2 separate regions of the Ctenopharyngodon idella genome follow, and region 2 is linked to region 1. The links are chromatin contacts, called in public Hi-C maps. All regions are on one chromosome and are shown on one strand. Each heading gives the region's core, a stretch centred on a gene start, on an enhancer-like site or on the middle of the called end of the contact. The rest is flanking DNA. Distances are from core to core; before and after follow the strand shown.

Region 1 (5,483 bases), core at 1,198-3,697:
TCATGAGACTGTAAATACTAAGGAGGGTTTCGCCATTATTATGACATGTGGGTTACACGTGGACCCTTGATAATCGCTAGATGGGAAAAGGGCAAATGGAAAATATTAAAGGGCCTATGTGTGGCTCTGGCTCAGGGTGGTTCGGTGAACTTTCAATTGTGCTTTTGCATCATAAAGACCTGTAGGTTTTTATGTTCATATAGAAGATGACTAGTAATTAATGATTATGGTGGTCCCAGGCTTTTTGAACGCATGTGCCCCCACAGCCATATTAATAAGATTATAGACCTTATGCACCAGAGAAACAAACGCACAGCCATCTTTAGAACATCTTTTGTTCAGCACATCCCACAGATGCTCCATTGGATTGAGATCTGGGAAATTTGGAGGCCACGTCAACACCTCAAACTCATTGTTGTGCTCCTCAAACCATTCCTGAACCATTTTTGCTTTGTGGCAGGGTGCATTATCCTGCTGAAAGAGGCCACAGCCACCAGGGAATACCGTTTCCATGAAAGGGTGTACATGGTCTGAAACAGTGCTTAGGTAGGTGCTATGTGTCAAAGTAACATCCACATGGATGGCAGGACCCAAGGTTTCCCAGCAGAACACTGCCTCCACCAGCTTGCCTTCTTCCCATAGTGCACCCTGGTGCCATGTGTTCCCCAGGTTAAGTGACGCACACACACCCGCCCATCCACGCGATGTAAAAGAAAACATGATTCATCAGATCAGGCCACGTTCTTCCATTGCTCCGTGGTCCAGTTATGATGCTCACGTGCCCACTGTTGGCCCTTTCGGCGGTGGACAGGGGTCAGCATGGGCACCCTGACTGCTCTGCGGCTATGCAGCCCCCATACGCAACAAACTGCGATGCACTGTGTATTCTGACACCTTTCTATCAGAACCAGCATTAACTTCTTGAGCAATTTGAGCTACAGCTCGTCTGTTGGATCGGACCAGCCTTCGCACCCCACGTGCATCAGTGAATCTTGGCTGCCCACCACTGTTCCTTCCTTGGACCACTTTTGATAGTTACTGACCACTGCAGACCGGGAACACCCCACAAGAGCTGCAGTTTTGGAGATGCTCTGACCCAGTCGTCTAGCCATCACAATTTGGCCCTTGTCCAAACTCGCTCAAATCCTTACGTTTGCCCATTTTTCCTGCTTCTAACACATCAACTTCGAGGACAAAATGTACACTGCTGCCTAATATATCCCACCCACTAACAGGTGCAGTGATGAAGAGATAATCAGTGTTATTCACTTCACCTGTCAATGGTCATAATGTTATGCCTGATCAGTGTGTATGTATATATATATATATATATATATATATATATAAAATCGATTAATCACAATTATTGGATTATTATGGAACTGGACTCCTTTAAGTACTGGAAATGCAAATGGTCTAATGCAAAAACCACCACAATGAATTACAACAAAGATCATAACAATGAAAGGCCAGGTTTTGAAAAATTAAGAAATTAAGACATCAAACAACTTTTCCAATGATTCTTTAAGTACAGTGTACTGTTGCAAAAAAGTGAAAGGTGAACACACTGCTCATCTTCCTTTAACAATAATGAGTATGGAGTTCAGGCCAATAAACTTTACAATATGTAAGCAATAAATAATTCAAAGTTTATTTTTGTTTCAACGCTGCTGAAAGAGAGAAAGCCGCAATCTAGAGCTATAGAACAATTTTAGGGCCTGTAATATTTAATATTGAATTCCTCATCCTTGGGGTTTTCAAAACATTTATAGTTGACAAAATAACCATAAGCTGGATAACTGATGCCGTTGTTTAAAAAGTGACAAGAACAGCCTTAATTCTTTTTTTGGTTAATTCATAAGGATTAGTGTGGGTAGAAAAATCAATTGCCTTTTTCTTGCAAATGGCAATGTGGCATCTTTTGTGAAAAACAGAGATTAGGGAGCAGCATTAAATCACTTGTCATAAAATGGGGGGAAAGGGAAAGAACAGGAATATCTGAGATTCTCAAGAAACAAACATGTCTTGTGTTGGTTCTGTGTAATGCATTTTACAGAATGGCACAGTGCCACCCTATGGGTGGATGCAAAATTACACTTCTTTCAGATTTAAAAAACATCTAACTTTGAAGGACAAGGGAGATGTAACGTTACACATTAGATATTTACAAAACACGCTGGGTGAAGATGGACCAATCACTGTAGTTTGTGATTTACTGATAAGGCATTTTTAGGCATTAAGATTACTGTTACTGTTTCTATTTGCATGTCAGATGGCAATCCTCTAAATTAATAGCCTACATTAAAAATATACATAACTTTTAGCGTACACATATCTGCAATGAGACAATAAATCGTTCTAGAATATAAATGCGGATTTATGGGAATTGGGTTTCTGACCACCATGGCCCCCTAGAGGAAAACATGTTTGTGCCTCATTATTTCCAATGATCAGGACAGGCTAGTAGAAAAGTGTTCAGGACATCCGTGAAGGGCGGAGCCTACAGATGGCGCTTTTTACGTCATACAAATGTGGTTCCGGTTGAGAGGTACGCATGTGTTTTGGATTTTATAACAATACAGAAGAAGCATATTTTTGTATGTAAAACCGGTAACTTAACTGTCATTGAACAGTCTTTTATTTATAGAGCGGCGCGTGTCGTTTTACACTCCACGATGTTTACGAGAGGTTGTACATACACATCCAAACAGGCTTATCATATTCTAAGGTCATTATGAGGACAATTAGTATTGGACTATATTTTAACATAACTGTGTGCATGCTATAAATTAAACTAAGATTATAATCAAGACCGCCATTGTTTTTGTCTGTTCTGGACGGTACAAGTTAACCTACTTTAACAGACAAAAACGCTGTTTTCAGTAGTGTCATTAAATGTTTAAATCCCCCCTGTGTGATCTGATCAGATTACAGTCTAGCTATGTGATCCTGTTTACCTGTTTCAGTCGGGAACCAGACAACAGTTCGAACATGACTGACTTAAATTGTCAGTCTAGTTCTCTTGTATCTGCACTAACTGCGTTTGCTTTCCTTGTATCTTCAACATGTCTTTTTTACAGACCAGTGATTATAACAAGGTCATCACGTGTGTTAATCTCAGTCTGTTGCTGTGTAAATGGTAGTGTTGTTTTCTCTCAGTCTGAACTAAATTCATGTCGTTTATTTAGAATGGGGAACTTCACGTCGTCTGCTCCTGGTTTGTCAAGCTCAGCATGCAATCAGTTTGTCCAGGTAAGCTTTACGCTGGTTTGTTTTGGTTCAATTAATGGAAAAGTTCACCCGCAAATTCTGTCTAAATTACTCACTCATGCCGTTCCGAACCCTTATGACTGTCCTTTCTAATGTGGAACATCAAAATTCCACGCAACCAAGATTATTAAGATTCGTGAATGAATCATTTACTGTTTTTGTGAACCAGAACAATTGATTCATCGAAAAGGTCTGACGAATGTGAATAACAGCTTAAAGGGATAGTCCACCCAAAAATGAAAATTCTGTCATCATTTACTCATACCCAGGGCTGGAAATGGCTGAGATTCACTGGGGGGACTCTAGTTGGGAAGATTTTATTTTTACTTTCAATGACTGTATTTAAATATGAAATATTATATAATGTTTTAAACGTAGAACAAAACCACAATTTGTACCAGGCTGTAAACTTTTTTTTTTTGCTGTGAAGTTGGGCATTTTAACATGGGATTCAATGAGATTCTGCTCTCTTTTGGAGCCTGTCCCTAGCGGCCAGTCAAGGAATTGCAGTTTAAGTCACTTCCGTATTGGCTTCAAGAGAAACTGGGGGAGGTTGCCACTTGAGTCCTACCAACATGTGTTGTATATTTGGTCTGCACAATTAATCAAAATAAAACCAAAATCAATATGGCTTAGTGAAATTTTCAAATCATAATGGATGCAATTGAATTAAATAGATATGTGTGCTGTGTATTTCAGAGTGAATAGTGGCACTGCGTTCTTTTACATGCAAGCAGCTCATAATCTGGTGTTTTTCGGAGTGGCTCAGGTCACAGTAAATACTGATCCACAAAAACTTCATCTCTGCTAGCGCTGTGAGTTAATGTGCATTTGGGGACACAACATGCGGCATCCATCTTTCTTGTAATGATAAGTGCTTGTAACTGGCTATTGTCAAAAAAAGAGAAGCTTTAAAAGGACAGTTCACCCAAAAATGAAAATTGTCATATTCACCCTCAAGTTGTTCCAAATGTGTATGAGTTTCTTTCTTCTGTTGAACACAAAAGAAGATATTTTAAAGTAAACAGTGGACAGTAGCTATTGACTTCCATAGTAGAAAAAAAATAAATCCTATGGAAGTCAATGGCTACTGTCAACTGTCTGGATACCAATATTCTTTAAAATATCTTCTTTTGGGTGAACTATCCCTTTAAGGATAAAGTTTTAAAAGTTTAGTTTAGAGTTTTCTGACAAAATAAAAGCTCAGTGGCTTAACATTTGAAAAACATTTTGGGCCAAATTGTGCAACCCTACAAACAAAAAGCAAAGCAAACCTGGAGCTTTTTCCCCACATTTTAAATTACATTAGCAATTACAATTTTTTTCCCTCAAATCTTGCAGCCCTAATATCCTATGCCTTAAATATGCGTCTATTCATTAACCTGGATCTCCCTCTCTTTTTTTTTTTTTTGTCTGTTTGTTTTTTTACAGGATGTTGTGTCTAGTAACTGTGTTGTAATATTCTCCAAAACCACATGCCCCTATTGTAAGATGGCAAAGAATGTCTTTAATGAGATAGGAGCTACATATAAAGTTGTTGAATTGGATGAGCACAATGATGGCCGACGTCTCCAGGAGACCTTAGCACAAATGACAGGTGCCAGAACGGTAAGTCCTGTGATTTGTTTATATCTACAAAAACAGTTCCATTCCTGGATGCTGATTGGAATTTTGCATATGATTATATAATCACATGCTAAATGTCATGCAAAAATGATTATATAATCACATTTCATGCAAAAATGATTATATAATTACATGCAAAATTCCAATCACCTGGTAAATATATTGTTTTTGTCAAGACAGTATTTCTGACGATAGTCCTTTTAACTCTTTTTCAGGTACCAAGAGTCTTTATTAATGGGCAGTGCATTGGAGGTGGCTCAGATACAAAACAGCTCCACCAGCAAGGGAAACTTCTGCCTCTTATTGAACAATGTCGTCCATGCTGTTTGAGTACAAGCCCTGAGGGCTCAGGCAATGGTCAACAGCCTAATCAGTCATAATGATTTGTAATATGTGTTTGTACTTTATGGTCACCCTTGAACAGCTCAAATAAAAGTTAAGTATTTATGTTTTAAAATGTATGCTGCTGTAAGTTGCTCTTTTATTATAATTTTTCTGGACTTTTGCCATCTGAAATACAGAAATGTGCTGTATGTTTTCTTGTAAAATATAATACCATATGATATTACATAAGATTTTAGATGACT
Region 2 (5,483 bases), core at 2,038-4,537, 210 kb before region 1:
CGGTAAAATTCAACTGTTTAACTCTAGGGGAGTTGGAAAATGAGCCTATTTTCAAAAAAAGTGGAGTGTTCCTTTAAGGCCCCAAAAACAGCATTGTCATTGAAACGAATGGCCAAAATGTATAAAAAAGTTTTTCGTTTTTAGTTGAAAATGGTGTTGTGACAAGCAAGACATGAATGTGACAATTGTATCATCGTAATACTTTTGATGCACCCATAATCCACATTTGGGATTGAATCATCATAGTTCAAGTTGGATTTGCTGCTGGGTAATTAAATGTGAATGCAAGATTTTGTGGGGACTCACTTTTGCAGATAAACGTTCCGTTCCATTTTCCATTTTGACACATCAAAACTCCTCCTGAATTTTCATTGTATGGTTCATTGCACTCGTATGTCAGTATCTCAAAGTTGCTGAACACAGTTTTCTCATCTGACAGTGTCACAAATCGCAAGTTTGTTGTTGGTTGGGAACACTGAACTGTTCCTAGAGGAACAATTCAATTCAAAGTATTATATGAAAAATACTATTATTTAATTATAAAGATTTCAAAAGTTTATTTGAATTAATACTTTGATTCTGATTTATAGAAATGTTTTTCCTAATATAAATACAATCCTGTAGTCGATATATGTCTGTACCTCCACATTGTGGATATGGGTAATTCCACCTCCCATCTGGTTGGCATTCAATTGCCCGTTGGCCGTAAAACCTCATGTTGACATTAGTGCATCGAAAAACTAAGATATGCCCAGGTTTATAAGGTGAAGTGATGCCTGGATGTCCAAATAGAATTTCTACATTTTTGAGTTCTTGCTCCTGACAAGTACCATCTGTATATAAGAAGATAATTTATTTGTGCATACTCAACAATATATTAACAGTACTGTAGTGTCTGTCTTACTTTTTATATGAACATTATTTTTAATATAAGACTTCATATAAGACATATATCAGCTATTTAACTATGGCTTGGAAATGGTTTATCCAATCATCTTACCAGTTTTTCATTAAAAATATCTATATAAATTTATGATACAATAAAATCAAAACAAACAACAAAACAACATCAAGCTGTAACTTTCCAGTGCAGGTCTGTATGTCTGTCCATTGGCCCTGGGAATCACAAGTGATTCGTACAATCTCCTCTGGTTCAAATCCAGGACGACATTTATATTCTATTCTTGACGAGATTTTGTACGTTTGGTTCTGACCTCCCACAATCTCTGCATTTGGGATGTTTGGTGGGTCACACATAATTTCTAGAAAACAAACATTCACATAATCATAGAATTTCTATTAAGTGATTTTGTGAGTAGTGAAGATTTTAATACTCTACAGCAGAACATACCAGCACACAGTGGTTTTGGTGTCCACCCGTCTCGTTTGCATGTGGCCTGGACTGCCATTTTACGATATCCAGATTCACAATTGTAAGATCTTTTTACATTCAAATTCAGATTTCCACTGAAGTAATATGTGGGTAGATATACATGCTGGTTGTGTGGAACTTGACATTTAATCTCTGAAACAAGACTCACATGCATTTGATAATGTACAAGGAATTCAGCACCAAATCCAGAAGTGTTTCTCTACATTCTTACCCTCACAAGTTGGCTTGTAATCCCACTTCCCATTATCTGTGCATGTAAATGTTTCCTGCTTGTAAAAGATCTGGCTTTTGCCAGAGCAGGTAATTTCCACCGTTTCTCCAGCTTTGAAAATTGTTTTTCCCTCTGGTATGGTTCTTACTGCTTCAGATTTGGTCAACTCAAGCTGGCAAGTTACTGTAAAGACATAGTGATGCAAAACATATTTTTTGTAACATTACCAGTTTTGTATAGCAAAAAGTACTGTGGCCTAAAGAGCTCAAACTGAAGAAAACACAGAAAAAACACCAGCAAATTAAGAAAACATCTTTATCAGTTTGACAATACATGTGCTGCAAATACTCACAACGCAAACCAAATATAGAAACTGTTTTCACACATTGACTGTATTTAGTTGCATATTAAAGCTGGACTACATATCTTAAGCCCTGTTTACACTAGAGCTCTTCTCAGGTCCTAAAATCTGTACCCGACCAGAATCGACCCAAAACATTTTTTACCCGGACCCGACGTGCATACATTTTTTTTTTTTTTTTTTTTTTTTAAAGAAAACCCACCCCAAGGCAGACCTGATAAAATTAGACCCGAGTCCAACCTGACGGCATTTAGCCTAGCCTATTTTTGAACCTGACTGGACCCAAACAATGAACGGCATTGATGTGTGCACAGCCAGCAGCCCCACAGTCAGTCAGGAAAAATCCCGGTGTCCTGCTTACTAATTTGGCCACTGCTCCATTATTTCATTTAGCCTTTTTATGGCTGTCACCCTAGTCTATGTAAACAGTCACATGTCATCACATGATTTCTCAGGACAGTTATTTCAGTGATATCTTTCAGGGAGTATTCTGGTTCTGGTTCATTCTGGTTGTCATTTTATATCTATGAACACATGCATTTAAACTTTTTAAGTGGAAACAGTGTCAAATCAAACAGGACAGATTTGAACTTTATAAATTAGTAAAGAGAACGGAGGGGAATAAAGAAAACATTTTTTTTTTTTTTTTTTTCACATTTACCCTGTCTTGCAAGTATACTCCACTGTTGCTCTGTAAGTATAATTTCTCCCCTCTCTAAGTTTAAAATAACCATTTTGGTTTCCTCTGGGTGACCACACTTTTTCTCTGCAGAAATCAAACAAGTTTAACTCTAAAAGTGAACATTTGAATTAAATGAGAGGAAATTATGTGGTCATCATATTGACAATTTTCTTACTTGAGCAGCTTCGTGCAATGAACGTCTGCCACTGTCCATTTTTACACTTTAACCTATAAAAGCCTATTAACCTGTCATGCAGTTCACGTTCACTGTTTCATCATTGTTGTATGAAGCTTTCGCAACTGGTTCTATGTTTTATATAGCCTAAAATATCCAATCGGAGACATTCTGAGAAGCACAAACAAACGCACACAAAGATATACCAGTCAACACTCTTTAAAACCACTTTACGTCATTTAAAAAGTGTTGGAAGTGTATATAATATGCACAACATTCTACATAGTAAAAATAATAAACTCACCTTGACCTTGCACAAAGGTAACAGAAAATAGGAAACAGGAAAAGCAGATGATTTGTACAGGAACTCTCATTTTCATCTCACAAATGACTGTAGCTTTGTTTTCTGGTTTTTGGTCTCTGTTGTATGATGGGGGATCAAAAAGTTAATCATTTACTTAGTTCGAAGGAGGACTTTTTTTATATACCAGACTAACCTACTCCATGGCCGTGCACAAGAAATATTTTGACTAAAAGAAAAGAAAGTTTTATCTGATGTTTACATTTGTCAGTTGGGACACACCGAAAGACTCTTAAAGAGAAATCAAGCTTCTTCATTCACATTTTCATATTACACAATAACAGAAGAGAAAGCAAAGGGCAAGTTACAAAATAATTGCTGTCTTCTCTTCTCTATATGTTTTCTTTCACTTTTTTTTTTCATTGATTTTGACTAACGGCACCAGAAAGTATTGTAAGGGGGCTTAAATTCTCCCATTATACTGATCATCCACACCAAATAAACATTAAACTTGTTGCATCACCTGCTGTTACATAAATATAAGGGCCCTTTTGGTCCAACTGACTAAAGATGCAATCGGCTTTTGATTACGCTTTGCTGAAATAAGCAGGATAATCTTCAGTAAGACATTTATGAAACGAAATCATCAAGTCCTCACCGAGGCTGAATTTATTTAATCAAAAATACAGTAAAAAAAAGTAATACTATATTGTGAAATATTATTACAATTTGAAATAACCATTTTCTATTTTAATATATTTTAAAATGCAGTTTATTTCAGTGATTTTCTAGATCATTACTCCAGTCAGTGTCACATGATCCTTCAGAAGTCATTCTAATAGGCTACGTTGATTTGCTGCTCAAGAAACATTTCTGATTATGATCAAAGTTGAAAACAGTTGTTCTGATTAATATTTATGGAAACAACCACGTTTACACTTTTTGTCATTCCGACTGAAAGATTCGGTGGACTGTTTACATGAGACGTTATCTAATCCGATATGCTGTTTACAAGTTCCGGCGCTTCCAATCGGAATGACTTTGTGACATGCACACATTATATGTCCTGTTTGCCGCCTTTTATTCCTGTCAACATGGAGTTCCATTATTTCTTATGCGCGCTATTTTTGTGTAAAGTGTTGCTCTTAATCAAGCAACAGCGTGAATTTGCAGCACATTACTGCTGGAAGGTATGAGGAAAAGACGGGCGCAGGAAGCTGACCTTTTTGGTGGCTTTGGCGCCTCTCTAAGGAGCATCTCAATACCCCTCCTTCGAAAAGGAGAAGCGTGTGGATGAAGGTCCGTATGATACCCTGAGTTCCTTCAGTGAAAAATGTGTTGTTTCAGTTTTACTCCAGTTTGATTTTGCCGCCGCTATTTTGCATTCTTACGACCCCCGACGCAAAGTAATCGGTTTAACGCGTTTACATGGCAGAATTTTTATTTTGTTCGGTTTATAGAAAGGTTTATCCCTACAATGCTCCATGTAAATGCACCCTACTTTTTTTTTCAAGATTTTTTGATGAACTGCAGTTATACAGTAGAACAGAAGTTATTTGAAGTTGAAAAATTTTATAAATGCCCCTAGATTGCTGAATAAAATACATTTCTTTAAAAAAAAAAAAAAAAAAAAAAAAAAACTTACTGACCCCCTACACACACACACACACACAAACACAAACACACACACACACACACACACACACACATAATTATTATCATAGAAACATGTAAATGTACACATTTGTTTAATTATTATTATTATCCCTGTTGCATTTATAAAGGTCCCAAAATATAATGCTAATTAGTTGATTAACTATGATGAATGCTGCGAGGAATGCTAATTTGTGTCTCCTCTGTTGTTGTAGTACTTTAGATCCGCCACTAGAAGGCAGAAATGACCTTTGGAATCAGCTCCTCAGAAACTGTCCTGATGCCACAAGAACTGACAGTATCTGAGCCACAGAAAATAGCATGTCATAAAATGTTTCACAGTTTATACAAATATGTTGTAAATGTATATGTCCTCTTATTATGTAGATTTGAAAATGAACTGTAATATCCCAAAAAAAACAAAACAAAAAAAAATTCTCCTATAGGTACTATTTAAAATGAGCTATTTTGTCAGTCTGTATTTACTTTTGAAAGCCTATTGAAGAAAATAAAAAAAAAGTTATTTTCAATTTTATTCAATTCTCAATGGATAAAAGCAAGTTCTGTCTTTTTTTTCCTCATGGAATATTACTGAAGAGTCGTTAATTGTTTTAAGTGTAATTTTTAACAATGAAATCCTAGATTACATTTTATTTGTCTGTATGACTCTACATTTCTGCACTTAAAAACAATGGCCTAAGTAATGC

Evidence for each region. A called contact is a pair of places that touch in the nucleus more often than the background predicts.
Region 2: a Hi-C map of muscle shows a contact between it and region 1, with 9 times the contacts expected there. The contact joins the promoter of cfhl3 here to the promoter of glrx2 in region 1. A contact is called at or near these places in 2 of 2 Hi-C or Micro-C datasets (both in muscle).

The regions. Positions count from the first base shown.
Region 1 is chr10:8,845,926-8,851,408 of HZGC01, reverse strand. glrx2 (glutaredoxin 2) reads left to right here and starts at 2,447. Exons shown (of 4, transcript XM_051910708.1): 1 at 2,447-2,548; 2 at 3,189-3,252; 3 at 4,702-4,878; 4 at 5,112-5,357. The coding sequence starts at 3,190. The coding sequence ends at 5,276.
Region 2 is chr10:9,052,615-9,058,097 of HZGC01, reverse strand. It overlaps cfhl3 (complement factor H like 3), which reads right to left and starts at 3,287. Exons shown (of 9, transcript XM_051908995.1): 1 at 3,127-3,287; 2 at 1,605-1,787; 3 at 1,352-1,525; 4 at 1,087-1,262; 5 at 642-834; 6 at 307-486. The coding sequence starts at 3,202.